Regions from separate parts of the Mus musculus genome. Here region 1 is linked to region 2. A link is a contact called in public Hi-C data. All regions are on one chromosome and are shown on one strand. Each heading gives the region's core, a stretch centred on a gene start, on an enhancer-like site or on the middle of the called end of the contact. The rest is flanking DNA. Distances are from core to core; before and after follow the strand shown.

The links. Hi-C and Micro-C count contacts between places; a contact is called where the count stands out from the background.
Region 1: a Hi-C map of liver shows a contact between it and region 2, with 3 times the contacts expected there. The contact joins the promoter of Acss3 here to the enhancer-like site in region 2. A contact is called at or near these places in 4 of 39 promoter capture datasets (3T3-L1-derived adipocytes, cranial neural crest and liver), 13 of 484 Hi-C or Micro-C datasets (cortical neurons, embryonic stem cells, liver and 2 more) and 1 of 115 datasets of contacts at active chromatin or transcription factors (liver).

What each region holds. Positions count from the first base shown.
Region 1 is chr10:107,121,734-107,125,268 of GRCm38.p6, reverse strand. It overlaps Acss3 (acyl-CoA synthetase short-chain family member 3), which reads left to right and starts at 1,632. Exons shown (of 16, transcript NM_001142804.2): 1 at 1,632-1,981. The coding sequence starts at 1,686.
Region 2 is chr10:106,940,038-106,943,733 of GRCm38.p6, reverse strand. The region is part of intron 13 of Acss3 (acyl-CoA synthetase short-chain family member 3); the gene reads left to right. Among named protein-coding and RNA genes, the nearest start is that of Acss3, 180 kb to the left of the region's middle. Within about 2 kb of position 2,118, at least 2 of the 459 cell types and tissues checked have an H3K27ac peak or open chromatin away from gene starts, as enhancers often do. A contact at or near this core is called in liver, where this site is marked.

The sequences.
Region 1 (3,535 bases), core at 383-2,882, 180 kb before region 2:
TCCTTCTTCCTCCTTGTCTTCCTCCTTCTTCTTCTCCAGTTCTCTATGTCCTTGCTGAGTCCATAACACTACCATTACCCAGTTTGGTTCTTATGTGGTGTGGTTTTGCAAATGAGAATATATATGTGAATGTTTAATTAATTATATTTAGTTGAAATTATAAAACAATCTCACGGTAATAATTTGGAGTCCTTGAAATTTGTATGTCAGAGGGCAGCATTGAGTAGGAAGAGGGGGGTGGTAGAGATGGAAAGGATTTTGATTTAGGCGATGGCAGTCTTCTAAGAAAGTTGGGAGGAATAAAACATGCTGTGGGTGGGTAGGAAAGGTGTGGAGTCTTGCTTCTTAGTTAAGGAAAATAGCTGAGGGGGTTACTTAAAGTTATTTCTCTCCTGCCTTGGATTAGATTCATGCTTGCAAAGTTTAGCCTTTATCTCTGCATCATTTTCTGCCTGCAGGATCATTTGTTTACTGCTTTCGAATTTATGGTTGTTTACAGGGTCCAGGACATTCCACCATTTCTCACCTAAGACTTGAGAATACATTATTTTTACACGTAAAACTTCAAATATTGTGACGCTAAAACAGAGTGGGCTTGGCACGATATTAAAGCAAAAGATTGTGACTTTCATTGAATTGTGAGAGAAGGCAGGTCCTGTAGAAAGGCAAAAGCCAGGCAGGGAAACACACCTGTGTGTTTTAAATTTTCTCAGCTTCGTCTTTATTAAGAGTCATTTTATCTTTTGATTTGTTTGAGAATAGCCTTCTGAGACTTAACCCACACATTACACAATTCACCCTCTCAAGGGGTAGGTACACTACAGTGAATTCTAGTTTCTTCAGGGTTATGGTGTGGTTACCATATTCGATTTAAGAGTATTTTTATTACTCCAAAGAAATCTCACAACCGTGTGTTCTCTCAAAGAGAGTCAGCATAACTCCAAAGGGAGTTAGAAGGGAGGAAAGGTTCCAAGTCCTTTGTATTCCTGCCTCTAAATACTGTGGAATGGACAGGCAGGTGCCTCCTGCTCTCAGCTTGGCTGTTGTCGCTAGTGGCCAGACCTGTCAATCACTCCTGGAAACACGCCCCCCCCCCCAACCCTGCTGGGTAACCCTCCTTCCACACCTCCTCTAGGTTGCCAAGAAATCCTGGAACAAATGATGCCCCGGAGCTGCTTGTGGTTTTAGTAAGTAGGGTTTGAGTTGAATTTTAAACAAAGAAATAAATGTGTAAAGGAAAATGATATCCCAGAGCCTCACTATAATGTCCAAAGTTATATGCTTTTGCTTTAGGAAAGAGACACATGCTTTATTTTAAATAAGCCATTGGGCCCTTTGGGCTTTTTCTAGGCGTCTTTGTGTGTATCTAAGTCCTATTAAACTCTCTGTCAAATTGCAAGTGACTGTCATGGGCTGAAAATGCGTGTAAGAGTTGAATTTAGGGGTGACGCAACTCAACCCCTATAAACTCCTGGCCACTTTCCCCAGGCCTCCGTTCCAGCCTGTTGCTTTCTTGCTGACTCCAGGTCGGTTTTTATCGCAGACTTCAGTTTGACTTCCAAACTTCGGGGCTAGGGGCTCACCTCTTGATTAGCCCCGCCTCCTGCAGGCTCCCCCTCGGGGCTAGTGCCACAGCTGTTGGGACTGCAAACTGCTCCGACTGCAGCTAGGGACAGAGAGAAAGTATGAAGCCATCCTGGTTGCAATGTCGCAAAGTAACAGGCGCCGGGACGCTTGGGGCACCTCTGCCAGGATCCCCTTCAGTAAGAGGAGCCGCTGTGACCCGAAGGGCTTTGGTGGCCGGGTTTGGGGGCAGGGGCTGCAGGGCTCTGACCACCGGCAGTGGTGGTGAGTACAAGACCCACTTCGCAGCCTCTGTGGCTGACCCCGAAAGATTCTGGGGTAAAGCTGCTGAGCAGATCAGTTGGTACAAGCCCTGGACCAAAACTCTAGAGAGCAGATACCCGCCTTCCACAAGTTGGTGAGTGGTGTCTTAGTCATTTCCATTATCTCCTAACTTCTTAGATGCCAAGGCTGGAAGGTCTGGGACCAGGGATCTAAAGTTCTAAGAATGAAAAGAAAATCAAAATGTACGATGCCTTCAGCTATTGCTTGTTTGTTGGTTTCATTCTCATAGCTGTCCTACATTCTCTTTCTGAAGTTCTTGGTTATCTAGGGTGATCCCAGTGCCACAGAGGTTGACTTGCCAAGGCCCTGCTTGGCAGTGGGGATGAAGTTAAGTGACCAAAACAAAGGCTCAGGAAAACAAAGGCTTGGCTTGCATGGACTCTGCTGACTAGAAGAGGAGATCCTGTGTAAACAAATATAGAGTGTGTAATAGACTAGGGAATTATGGAGGGAGAAAGGGGGAAGGGCTGAGCAAGCCCTGGAAAGATTAGATCTCATCATTTCAAAGCTGAAGTGATCTTAGTATCAAAGTTCAAGGGGGTACCAGAGAGCCTGAAGTAACGGACACTGTAACTGTGTTATCTGGAGAAGTGAGAGAAAGGAGTTGGGGTAAAAGGAGGATTAGATAGTGTGCTAGGTACCATAGGCTTGTGCGTATGAAACCCCAGGATTGCCTAGGGGCTGATAGAGGCCAGGTGACCCATGGAGTCACAGTAGGAAGAAAGCTTTCATCTTGACATTTCAATTATAAATCCTTTCAAACATTGCTTTTATATTCAAAGGAGAAGACATTGTAGAAAAGTGTCTTTAGGCTACTGAGAGAGTGAGGCCCACAGACATGGAGTTTCTGGGTGCCTAGCCCTTTAAGGATATGGCTTCTCCCATCTGCTAGTTATTAGGAAATATTATCTGTAAAATTTGAAAAAAGAGCTTCGTAGCAGATGAGGGCAGTGCATTGGTCAAGCTGCCCTCTGTCTGTTCGGTTGATGACTTTATTCTCAGAACAGAGAATCTGTAATGAGAGTGAGAGGAGTCCCTTTTGCGTCTTCATCCTGCCTTGTTCCCTTTTGGTTTTGTTTGTGGGAATGTTTCCATGGTGATTCACATGCCCCCCCCCCCCACACACACACAATTTCATTTCTTATTCTAGTAGTATATGATCCATTCACTTTTTTTGTGGTGACAGCGAACTAGGCAGTAAGTATATAGCCATGGGTGAGTAACAGTGTTAGCTCTCTGGAACACATTGCCTGTGACTTAATCTCCATTTTTTTTCTTCCTTAAAATCAAGTCATTAGTTTGAGGATTAGCTGATTAAAGAAACAAGACTGGGTGACCCTGTGGATTAGACTGTAATTGTTATTAGTGGAAAAGCTAACTTTTTAGTTTTCATTTTGCAATCATGGTAGGAACAGGAAGCTTTTTTATTGCCCTTCATATGACAACAGAGATTATCACCCAAGGTTGTTCTCAAAGCTCAGTATATCTGTCATAAATTACTGCTCTCTAATAGTCTTATGTGGCTACCTTTACCACAAAACCAATATGCAAAGATTTCAGGTAGAAGGTCACTGGGGGCTGGTGAGATTGGCTCAGTTGGTAGAGGTTAGGATCTTGATGCCAGTAT
Region 2 (3,696 bases), core at 869-3,368:
ACAACAGTTTAAAATCCTTGAAGCAAAAAAATTTCTATTTCAGGTTGAGAAACCTCTCCTGTTTAAAAAAGGATAATAATATTATAAAATAAAATAATGGTTGTATTGGTTGCATGTTCTAGGACATTTAATGATATTTTTATTCAAAAATACCACACTGACTGACACTAAAGGAAAAACTACAGGCATCATTTTATATATATATATATATATATATATATATATATATATATATATACAGAGAGAGAGAGAGAGAAAGAGAGAGAGTTGGTTTCTGAGCTATAGTTGACTTCTGAGAGCTTCATGAAACACTCCAAAAACCCTGAGAGTTACCCTAACTTTGCCATTTGCATATATAAAATAATATATGGTTGAGAAAGGTATTTTGTATCATGAAACATCTTATAGGTATTTTAGCTTTTCAGAGTTCATTTTAATTAGAAAGGGTAAAGTAGCTCTAGTTTTTCAACTTCTTTTCCTATAGCAAAAAACTCCAGAATATTGCATGGAGTGAACCAAGAACAACTCAATGAAGGAGAGTGTTTAGGCTCACATGATCCACAAATCAGTGTACCAGGATCAGAAGATTCACAAGCCCCATTCTTCTTGTAATTGGCAGGTTCATCCTCTCTAATGGACCTGCCCAATGTCACACCAAATTTAAAATCTTAATTTATTTTTGTACTGATGTGATGACTGTAGTTTTTCCTTTAGTGCTATTTTTTAATGAAAACATCATTAAATGCCCTAGACTATGCAACCATTATTTTATATTATAATAATATTATCTTGTTTATAAGTAGGAGCTTTTTCTCATAACCTGAAATAGAATTTTTTTGCTTCAAAGATTTCAAACTGTTGTCAAATGGTGGTTCTGTTGGCATGAACATTTAATTTCTATTGCTTGCTTCTAGAAGATTAGCACCAAAATTCATATGCATTTCTTGTAGCCTAGCTAATCAAAATATGAAGGTGCTGTTCACATAGCTTTTATCAGCCTATTTTCATAGTTTTCTTACTTTTAGAATGAAAACTGCAATTATATGTTGTGAATTTTTATGTCTCTGCTGATATCCCTCTCACTGTGTGTTACAGCAGAGTTTAGACAAGCTGAAATAAGCAGATAAAGTGGAGAAATAAAAAGAACAGGCCAGTGTTGTTGACTTCCAACAGAAACATTGTTACGGGGTCTTAGAATATTTCTTAGCCCGTTAATCTAACATCTCTCTTTATATAAATACATGATTAACTTTTATTGAATATTTATGCTTAATAAGGCCTAATCACTTCATTTCATATCTGGCTTGGTTTTTTTTTTTTTTTTCTTAATTTGGAATCTCCTGTAGACTCGCTGAGTTATTGGCATTTGCCTGATAACATCTCTTAGAAAATTAATATACAGTCCTTTCTATGATTTTACTGTCTGTTATCGACACACCCAATTTTACGATTTAGTTTCTCATGTCTTTTTAGTGAGGAAAGCTCGCTTTTAAACACTGTTAGAAATAGAATGTGACATGTTTTAGCAAGAAGTAATTTGTGATGCACTCTACAGCGCATGACTTTTAATGTTATTATTGTATTAACTTGATATTAAATGGCTATAATTTGGGATAATCAGAAACATGTTTCAGTGTGTTTCAAAAGAATTGATATCAATATATATCTTTATTTATACATATATATCAACCTACCTATATATATTCATATTTCTGGGTCTGTTTAATATTGCTTGTGTGTATACAATGTTAGGACTGAGTATTTGGTATTGGATAACCAATTAGAAGGCTAAATAAAAATTTAAAAGGGTATTAAATTAGTAAACGTGAAATCAGTAGATAGTCTATGAAAAATTCCTGTCAGAAATAGCTGCAAAGAAATTTGTTCTTTCTGTCCTTTGTAAGAGAAAATGGAGCTGTCCCATAGATTTTATAAATTTAAAAGGACGTTATTATTCTTGCAGATCCCTGAACAAGAAATAGCCTTCTGTGACTGTGTAGTAATAAAATCTATTTTAAACACTGATTAATCTTTCAAAGCCTAGCAAGGAGCTGGAGAACTGAGAACCCTGGAGGAAGTTCAGAGCGCTCCCCTGAAAACTGTGACGTAAAATCTCTAGTTCAGGGTTAGTGTGGCAATATGAGGTGGAGCCAGCATGAGGCCTTTCTCTCAGCTCGCTCTTATGCTGTAGACAGTGTTCCTGGGAAAGAAGTTGGACTCTGAACCTTCATTCTTTCATGTGTAGCTAAAGTTTCCATTTGTTAATTAATCTAATCATATCGCTGGTAGTGTGGGAATCCACTCTCAATACGGAGCCTGGGCAGCCCAGGGCAGCCTCTTTGTACATCTCTCTCAGGAAAGAGCAATCTGATCAAGTACCCTGTTTTCAACAAGAAGGATTACACCAAGATAATCGAATATATTGTTGTGTAGTGCTGTGTCCTCTCTAAAGAGCCCCAGCAATTTCAGTTCCCCACAATGTTAAATGACTATTGTATGTAAGTAGTGACACAATTTCTGGTATATCGTGAGGATCCTGATGAAGATCCTGAACAACTGTAAGCACGTTGTAGAATACGCCAGTGGGAGAGGAACTGGAAAAGCATCCTCCTCCCTCCTGCTGTGGAGACCAAAAGACATAGAGAATGATTGATTTAAAAAAAAAATAACATTAAAGAAATTATTAAGGTTTTGCAACAGAAATTATCATTCCCCTCTTTTCTTCATGCCCTCCAGTTTTCCCATATGAACCCCTATGTCTCCTCTCTTTCCCCTTAAATTCTATTAAATTCATGGCATCTATTTCTATGATCATCATTGTTATATATGATCAATATTGTTATATATATGTGTGTGTGTACATGTGCATATGTGTATGTAAATATAAATACAACATAATGAGTCTGTCTAATGTTGCTTGTATGTAAAATTCTTTAAAATGTGCCCTCAAAAACTTGATTATGTTTCCTTCAGAACTTACGGATCTTATAAATTCAATAAAGTGGCCTATATAAAAGTGGCCATATTTGGAACAACAATGACAGCTATTTACCAAGAAAGTTAGTTGTGTTTTAAGTAGCATTCTTGTCTTAGCTCCTTAATGCAAGTCCATTATCAGTGCTTCATTGGCTTCACATGGAGGAAAAGCTTTCACTGTCCTCCTTGTGGGGTTTTGATTGATTTCTTGATCTCAGATGTTGTCAACATGCATTTTTGATGCTTTTCTCTTAAATTGTCCATTTAAAACTGCCATTTACGATGCAAATGTCATTAGTAGAACAACTAAGAAAGCCTCCCCTCTTCCTTTCTTGTTTCTACTGAATGGTTGAATGACATCATATTTTATCCAGTATTATAATGTACTTTATTTAGAGCTGACACGACATTCCGGAAAAATGAAACATTGTGATATTATATTCCAGGGGACTGTATGACTTATCCACAAATTATCTTTGGCTTTTAAAAATAATCAGCAGTTTCCTAACCAGATCAACATGTATCCCCATTAAAGATAGAAAAGCGAAGCAACTGGATGATAATTGGTAAAAAGTACACTGGAGAAGTTTTAGTATTTATATTTGGTTACCTGTATTGTCTTACTAGTTACACAACCAAATACCTGAAAGAAGTATTCAATAATGACCTTTGAATAGATCATAGCATCTTACAAATTAAGTTTCAGATGTTTGGAGCACT